Linked DNA regions of Arachis hypogaea: region 1 is linked to region 2. The links are chromatin contacts, called in public Hi-C maps. All regions are on one chromosome and are shown on one strand. The core of a region is the stretch at or near the end of the contact, and the rest is flanking DNA. Distances in the headings are between cores, read along the strand shown.

Region 1 (4,215 bases), core at 405-2,904, 62 kb before region 2:
TGTGCAGTGGCAAGGAAACCAGTTCACTTACCAATACCTTCATATAAACAAGGAAATTCTAGTGAACCCTACTCAAATTCTTTGCCTAATGCTACTATATCAAATATTATAGCTAGATCAATTTAAGAATAATAATGATATAAAATTGAGGAATAAAGAAAGATGTGAGGAGTTTCGTACAATCGGTGTGGGGGATTCTACGTCGTCGGTGGCTTCCATGGCGGTAAACGCCGTAAAATGGAAACGGAGTTTTGTACGGAGAAATTAGTTAAATTAGGTAACCGAATCGAAGTGGAAGGAGCTCTAAATTCTCAATTTCTCATCGTCAAATCTGCTCGCGTTCTGATCGGCGTCGCCACTGCCAGTCGTGACTCGTGAAAACAACTTCCTTCCTCTTTGTCAGTCGATGTCACCTTTCGTTGTGACACCTGCTTCTTCGCCAGTCTGTCACCCAAGTTTTTAAAAGAGTATTTAGACGTAAAGATCAGTGTGGCTATTACCAATTAGTACAATTGAAAGACCTTACTGCAGAGTATTTATTAACATTGCAAGCATTATGTCCCCAAAATGGAAGTTTACAATAAAAAATATAACACTGCAGAGTATTCATTTAATTACTCAACTAATCAGAGTATAGTTTACATATAATTTCTTCATAGTTACTAACTTATATATAGTGTGTACCGCTAATACAAATCTAAATCTCACCATTAGTAAAATTCAGTTCTAGCTTTCTTTCAATTTTTTCTTCGTTTATCTGCTACCATGAATTATAATAGTAAATGAATAGCATAATATTTTTAAAGTTAAAAATCAAAATTAGCTTATAGAAAATCCTCAGTTCAAAATCAAATCTAGCTTTTACATAAGAGCAAGATTCTATTAATATTTAAAAAATTGAACAGCACGATTGCTTCAGAGTGATCAAGATTGCTTTATTCAACAACAACTAAGAATGTATAATTTCAAAAATTAAACAGAAAATAAAACAGTTAACACTTTAACATATAACATTCCCCAAAAATTATAGAGAAGACGACGTTGGAGCTTGGAGAAAGCTGGCTGCTGCAGAAGGAACGGCTGATTGAAGACGAAGCTGGCTGCTGGAGAGGGAACCGCGAACAACGATGCTGACAGAGATACCGACTGAGACGCCAACAACGGAGAGAAAGTTGGTTGCTGCGTCACTGCCGCTACCAGAAAGACGATGGAGAAGACGATGCACCAGATGGTCCACGGACGAGGTGGAGAAGACGATGCGCCTGAAGCCTAATGGAGAAGCGATGAAGATTGGAGAAGCTGGTTGCGTGGTAGGAGAAAGCTCCGCCTCTGCTAGGGTTTCTACTTTCTGGGTCTACTCCATGGTTGCGCCGTTAGTGAGATAGTATTAGGGTATATATATTTTATTTAATTAATTATGATCGGGTTCACGGGTTAGTTTGGCTTCCGCGCCCCTAAAACCGATACCCAAACCAATCATTAGTAAATGTCATCGGTTTGGTTTAGGTTGGACCCGATTATCCATCGGTTCCAAAATCAATTTAATTGGTTCGGTTCGGGTTCGGACGGGTAATCGAGTACCCGCTACCCGTGCACACTCCTAACCGTAATTTAAGTTTGCTCCAAAAAACTTCACGATTCTTTTTGGTTCAGCTTCAAGCGTAAAACCCTAACCACGGAGTTTTCGAACGAATTGGGAATTTCAACTTGATTTCAACCCCGGACAAAATTACACTACACCAATGACTGCGTCGAAGAAGAATTACAAAGAGAAACCTATACGTCGCAAGTAAGTCATATCCAATTCATGTTTATCGTAAAAAAGGTCCTTTTTTTGGTGTACCATTGTTTTTACTAGCTCTTCTGTGTTTCTGGACAACATTTTTACCAATTCTACATTTGTCTTCATTGATTGGTTAATATTCAGGTATTAGAATATAAGCTTGAAGAAGGTAACTATGCCTTTCCACCGTTTTGATATTTAGGATGATTAGCCCTTGTATGAATGGATTTTCGACATCAATGAAGCTTATTCAGGAACTTATTTACAATTGTTTATTGCAATTATTGCCAAAGATAAAAGGGGAGAATTTTCACTCGATGAATACCTTTATATTTGTAGTTTGTAGTTATTTCTGGTTTCCTGCTATAGAAATCTTAGTAGTTAATACTTAGTTTGTGTGAGTTTGAGGTTTTGTTATTCTTGTTTGTCGTCTTTTTTTCCCCTCTCTCCAAAGAGCCAAGATAAGTGCCATCTAATAGGACAATAATCTACAGAGCTGTAAATTGAAACTAGTTCTAGTATTTTCGCCTACAAGTTTCTTCGAAGGAGGATGGAAATGAAGAGTACTGATATATGTGGCTGTCCATTCTGTCATCTGAGAAACCATAATCTTTTATTTTTTGGTTATTATACACTACGCACACACCCTTCACTCACACACATTATGGGTTCTTAAACTACATACAGATATGCCATTTATGCTAGGCCTCTGCTGTGAGAAACCATAATCTAATCATCAAACTCTGTTGTTATATTCTATACCCCTAGTAATATCCTTGATAAAATTGCTCTGTCCAAACTTTATCTAAGGTCATTTGTAGGCAATTTCCCCTAAGGAGCTAACAAATATGGTCAGCGAAAAGCAAAGTTGAGCAAAATATGTCAACCAAAATCTAAGTTGCAGACAAGCAGTGACGTTTGGTTGAATTTGAAGAGGGTGATTTCGTGTTGGTGAAGTTTCAACCTTATATACAGCATTCAGTTGCTTTGAGGAAGCATAAAAAATTGGCGATGCGCTATTTCGGGCCATTTAAGATCTGTCGTAAGCTTAGTGCCATGGCTTATAAATTGGCACTGCCTCCTGAAGCCAAGATTCATAATGTGTTTCACATATCAGCTTTAAAGAAGTTTAGGGGTGAGAAGGTTGACCATTATCTCCCCCTTCCTCTATGCACAACAGAGTTGGGTCCTTTATTGGAACCGCAAGAGATTCTGGGTACGAGAACAGTCATCAAAGATGGTAAAGAGATTATTCAATTGCGGATCAAATGGGGTCAGGGGCCGAGTGCCAACACGTCGTGGGAGAGTGCTGATGATTTGCGCCATACTTATCCTGATTTCAACCTTGAGGACAAGGTTGTTGTTGATGAGCGGGGTAATGTAACGAATGGGAAGAAGGCAGAGCACGTTGAGGTTAACCAGGCTACCTATACATAAAATAGTAATAACAATCATGCCTTAGAGCCACATATGTTGGAGGAGGAATTAGTTACAAGCCAAGGACAGATGGCAAGCATAGGGGTAAATCAAGGCCCAAGAAGAAGTGCAAGAATGAGAACTACTAATAGGTGGTTAGAGAAATACGTTCGTTAGCGTGATGTGGTCCTTGGATGAGGAGCGTGGATTGTCTCTAATGTCGTTCCTTCACAATTTTTCTTCTCTTCTTTATTATACTGATTCTGTTATTGTACTGTGTACATTGAAGCTTGAGTCCTCCATAGTGTGTTATACCTGCTACTGCTATTCCCTTCAATAAAATTTATATTACACCCTTCCATTTAACTGGTAAAATTTATTAAAAAAATATTTAATTTTTTTAAAAAGTATATGTTAACCTTTTTATATTTAGTAAAATTAAAATTTCATATACCCATATTTATTACTTTTAAAAGTTATAGATACTTTTAAAAATGTTATATTTTCTAAATTATTATATATCTTTTGTATTCTCTTTCTTTCATATTTTTTTTTAATTTTATTTCTTTTTTTTTGTTATTACAGTATCTTCCAGTCTGATAGAGCAATGATTAATTCGCCACAATATTGAATTTTATTTAAGGATTTATTGTTGGCTAATGAATTATTATATATATAATACGAAATTCAAACTCTAATACTTATTAAATAAATTAATAAACTAATTATTAGACTAACTCAACTTAGTGTTAACTTTTTTACTATTTTTTTTTTTGGTCGGTGGATTGGACAACCTCCAATCCTAGGTACTCCAATGGATTGGACAACCCCCAATCCTAGGTACACAACACACCCACACACTCTTCACATATTTTATCACATTTTTTCTCAATTGCATTCTTTAGGGTTTGAACCCTAGACCTTGAGGTGGGAGGGGAGAGAAATGCCATTAGAGCCAGGCTCATTGGCTTTTACTATTCCTTATTGACACGCTTAGTGTAAAACTGTAAATCCAA
Region 2 (4,356 bases), core at 450-2,949:
ATGATTTGGGTAAGAAACAAAAATTAAATTTTTAATAGTTTAGTAAATTATACAATTATCCACTTTGGGCTATAATTTAATTACCAATAGTTTAACCATAGTGAACATAACCACCAATTAAAGAGTGACATGTCAGAGAGGATAATATACATGTTATTATAGAAAGGATAGAGTAAAATTTACTATATATAAATTAATTTAGTAGATGATTTTTAGTATACATTTAATATTTTTGTATATTTTCAATATATATTTATATGTCCATAGCGCAAGTCTGTTGTATTTATTTTTCCGTTTGCTTTACTTCAATTTATTCCGTAAGAGTTAATATTAATTACTTCGTTAAACTTAATTAGATGTTGCTTGTTACGTTACTTTGTACCATTTCTTTTACCTCTTTCTTATTGAAGAAGGATGGTGACTAGTGGCTGAGGAAAAAATTTATCAAGTGTGGATTTTTGGTTTCTTAGCTTCCAGTCATGGTTATCAAATTCTGTTATAACCAAATCAACTAATTCAACCTATAACTTACAGGTTGAACTAATAATTGAATTCAGTGATTTTATATATATTTGATTTTTGGTTTGGTTTTAAACTTTTAATAACTATACTTTGAGTGATTTAGGTGGGACAACACTCTTTAGAAAGATATGAATTGGTAACTTGTCTATACTTCATAGCTTGAAGTAGGACTGGTATATCAGAACCAAGAATTTGTTTCCTTCCACTCTTATGTAGTGTTCCATTAGTATAAATTCTGCTTATAGCAGTGGTGTATACAATTATATTCCTGTCACACATACAATAGCTCACTTCTCTCATTCTTTACACTCTCTCTATCTCATTCTCAATTCACCCCATGCAACTAAAAAAGCAAAACAAAAACTATCTTCCAATGTCTTCTCTTTTTTTTTGTTTCTGTCTTTACATCACAACACACCCCCACACACAATATATGGATTTCTTTTTCCCACTAATGAGATTTAAATTCGAATGTGATTGTTTAGCAGACATATGATATGCCACTTGAACCAAATTTTCAACTAGGGGTGTACATGGTCCTTCCCGGTCCTGAACACTTAAGGGGCTGATTTGGTGTGATTTTATCGGGTCTAAGTTCAGGTAATGGTCTCAAAAATAGATCTGGTCATTATTTCGGGTCGGGTCCGAGCCATAGCTTGGGTCGCCCGAACTCGGTCCGGTGGCCCGGTCGTGTTATTAGTGATTGATGATGGCTATTCTTTTGTGGAATTTAAATATTGTAAACCTTAATATTTTGTGTTATTAGACATCATAAGATTATAAGTTAATATTTTATGTTTAAAATGCATAAGACTTTAGACTAATGCATAATATTGTGTTATTTATATTGATTTAAATATTTGGTGTTATTAGACAATATTAGTATTGATTATGGTTATGCTTTAATTTTAGAGAAGGGTTGGTTCTTGTTATATTTTTTTTAAGTGAATTTTACTATGTGAATTGTGAAATAATGGTTGGAGATGAGGTGATTTTTACATGATAAAGACTCGGTTTTCACCCGACCCAAAGGTGCGTAGGTTTCATCAAGTCTAGGATCGAATTAGAGTCTAAAAATTAAATCTGATCTATATTTTGGGTCAAGTCTAGATTACACCCTATTTATTTTCAACCACTCCAAGGTCTTCTCTTTTTTTATATATTTTTTTGTCAAGGAAGGTCTTCTCTTGAACTGGGCCATTTCTCTCCTTTTTTTCCGGGTAAGGCCGGATGGAATTGACCCAACCCAAAAATAACCCATACCCATGAATTCAAACAATAATATAACTGAGACTTAGTTTAAGTGGTAAAATTATATAATTCTTAATATATTGTATTTGGGTTTAAATCTTGACGAGTGTGCCATATATATTTATAGATAATATATTTTAAAATACAAAAATATGTGCACTTTCTACTAATTTAACAAGAAATATTTATAGTTAAAAAAAAAATTTTCAGTTATAACAATTGAAAGAAAGAAAATTAAAATACTAAATAAATCAAAAAAGACAATTACAAAAATAAAAAAATTCACTTTATAAGATTTAAAAAATTTTATTTAATTAAAAAATATTAATAATAATATTTTTTAAAAATTTTTTTGATATTATTATTTACTTTTTAAATATTAAAAATTATTAATATTTAAATTGAATTTAATTTTTATTTATATTAAATTAAATATTAAATAATTTTTTTAAAAAATTAAATTATATTTAATAACTTATTACTATTAATTTTTTTAAAAAAAAATTTAGAGGCCGAGGCTTTCAGTGGCCCTTTGTATCCGTCCCTAATTGTAGTTGGGGTTGTTTAATCGTACGTGTGGGGTAAAAATAACAAACAAACAGTAACTCATTCTCTCTCTTCACTCTTTCACGCCTAACCTATTGAAGAAGCAGGAAAACACAGATTCAACCAGAAGGAAACCATACTCAAATTCTCTAGTCTTGGGTTGGACCTCCAAACATAGTAGTTATTATTCTCATGGGCTTGTGATATCTTAGTTTTTTTATTTGGGTCCAACAACATACGAAAAAATAATTGGGAGATGTTATTAAATAGCCCCTTCAACCAACGCAAGTTGGCACAGATGGATGAGGGTCTGTGTCCCTTAACCATCTCTCTCGGGTTCGATACTCACTGGAGGATGGGAATGGAGTTTGCTTGCTTGGGAGGGTCGCCCACTTTGTGTGCCTCTGCAGTACCCGAGGGATTAGTCATTGGGCTTCCGGCCTGATGGATACCCTGGTACACACCAAAAAAAAAATAGCCCCTTCATATATTCTCAAAAATACATTGAATATTTATAAACAACGTTATGCTATTTATGATAACAATAATGTCATATGAATAACTTTTTTTTTTCTATACAACTAAGGGTTAAAAAGTTTTTATATTTGCACTGGTTAATGACTCAAGAATATATTTCTAATGTAAATATAAAAATCTTTTAGTTCCTACTTATATTTAAGTTTGAGACACATTAACACTTTGATCTTCATCTTGTGATATGCTTACCATATATCTATTACTTTGTTATTATTAACACACTTTATATGCGAGACAGCTGCATAGAGGATTATTATAAATATGAATTATAATAATCAATAAAACATGAGAAATATTACACGATTAAATTATCCAAACATAAGAATCTATATATATAACAAAGATCAAATATTTAAATTGTACCGAAGAAATTTTAGATCGATTATTTTAGTTCTTAAAAAAAATTTATTATTCTAAAAGACTTAAAAAAATATTTATGTTAGATAAGTTGATTCTTGCATTACTTTAAATAAAATTTTTAACATGTGTATTGGATAAATAAATTTTTAGTTTAGAAAAAATTCAACTCCAAGAAAATAAAGACAATTAAATAGTACATTCAAAATGACAACAAATATAAGATGAAAACTCATGTTGTTTTTACAAAAAATTAATAATTTAGTATTGTTAAATAATAATTTAGTTAAATATGTTAAATCATTAATTAAAAAATGTAACGCTCTAAAAAATTTGAATGTTTAAATTCTAAATTTTAAATTATAAATAATAAATTTTAAACGCTAAAATTCTGAAATTTAATTCTTAAATTATAAAATTTAAACTTTAAATTTTAAATATAAATCATTGATATCAAATATAATATTAAAATTTATTTAGTGAGAAAAAATACAATATTTTTTTAATAAAAAATATTTAAAAATAAATTTAAATTATTTAATAATTTTTAACTATAAAATTTATATAAAAATAACTATAAACAAGTTTCTTTTTTTTATTATTTTCTTTTTTTTGGTGACTTAAAAGAAAATAAACAAAAACTAAGAAAGAAAAAAAAACAAGAAACTGCTTAAGAAAGGCAGTCCCGCTGAATACTACTCTCAAACTCCTTCCAAGGCAATGGAAGCTCCACTTGGGGAGAAATAGTCCTCATTGCAGTCTTTGCCATGATGTCTGCTACTGTATTTGCATCTCTCAATATCAACCGAAGATCAGCACGCCATTTCCAAGACATGATATCTCGGATTTTTAACACCAAAGGATTAATAAACCCAGAGCAATCTTGTAAATTATTGACAATAGTAAATGCCTCCACACAATCTGTCTCACATATAATGTCTCTTTGTCCCGAGTCCCATGCTAAAAGAAAGCCTCTCCAAATAGCAAACAACTCTCCTTGCAAAATGCTACGACTCTCAATTGTTCTCAGACAGCCTCGTTGCCACCTTCCCTTCCAATCTCTGCTAACACAAGCAAAACTAACTCGAGCACCACTGTCATGATAGCTAGCATCACAATTAATCTTAAAGGTACCCACTGAGG

What was found. A called contact is a pair of places that touch in the nucleus more often than the background predicts.
Region 1: a Hi-C map of an unstated tissue shows a contact between it and region 2, with 3 times the contacts expected there. The contact joins the promoter of LOC112741169 here to the enhancer-like site in region 2. A contact is called at or near these places in 3 of 8 Hi-C or Micro-C datasets (leaf and an unstated tissue).

The regions. Positions count from the first base shown.
Region 1 is chr14:5,593,249-5,597,463 of arahy.Tifrunner.gnm2.J5K5, reverse strand. It overlaps LOC112741169 (transcription factor MUTE), which reads left to right and starts at 1,654. Exons shown (of 2, transcript XR_003171386.2): 1 at 1,654-1,789. It overlaps LOC112741168, which reads right to left and starts at 1,182. Exons shown (of 4, transcript XM_072213656.1): 1 at 1,041-1,182; 2 at 181-444. The coding sequence starts at 219.
Region 2 is chr14:5,531,639-5,535,994 of arahy.Tifrunner.gnm2.J5K5, reverse strand. No RefSeq gene overlaps it. Among protein-coding and RNA genes, the nearest start is that of LOC140178244, 7.2 kb to the right of the region's middle. Within about 2 kb of position 1,699, at least 1 of the 3 cell types and tissues checked has open chromatin away from gene starts, as enhancers often do.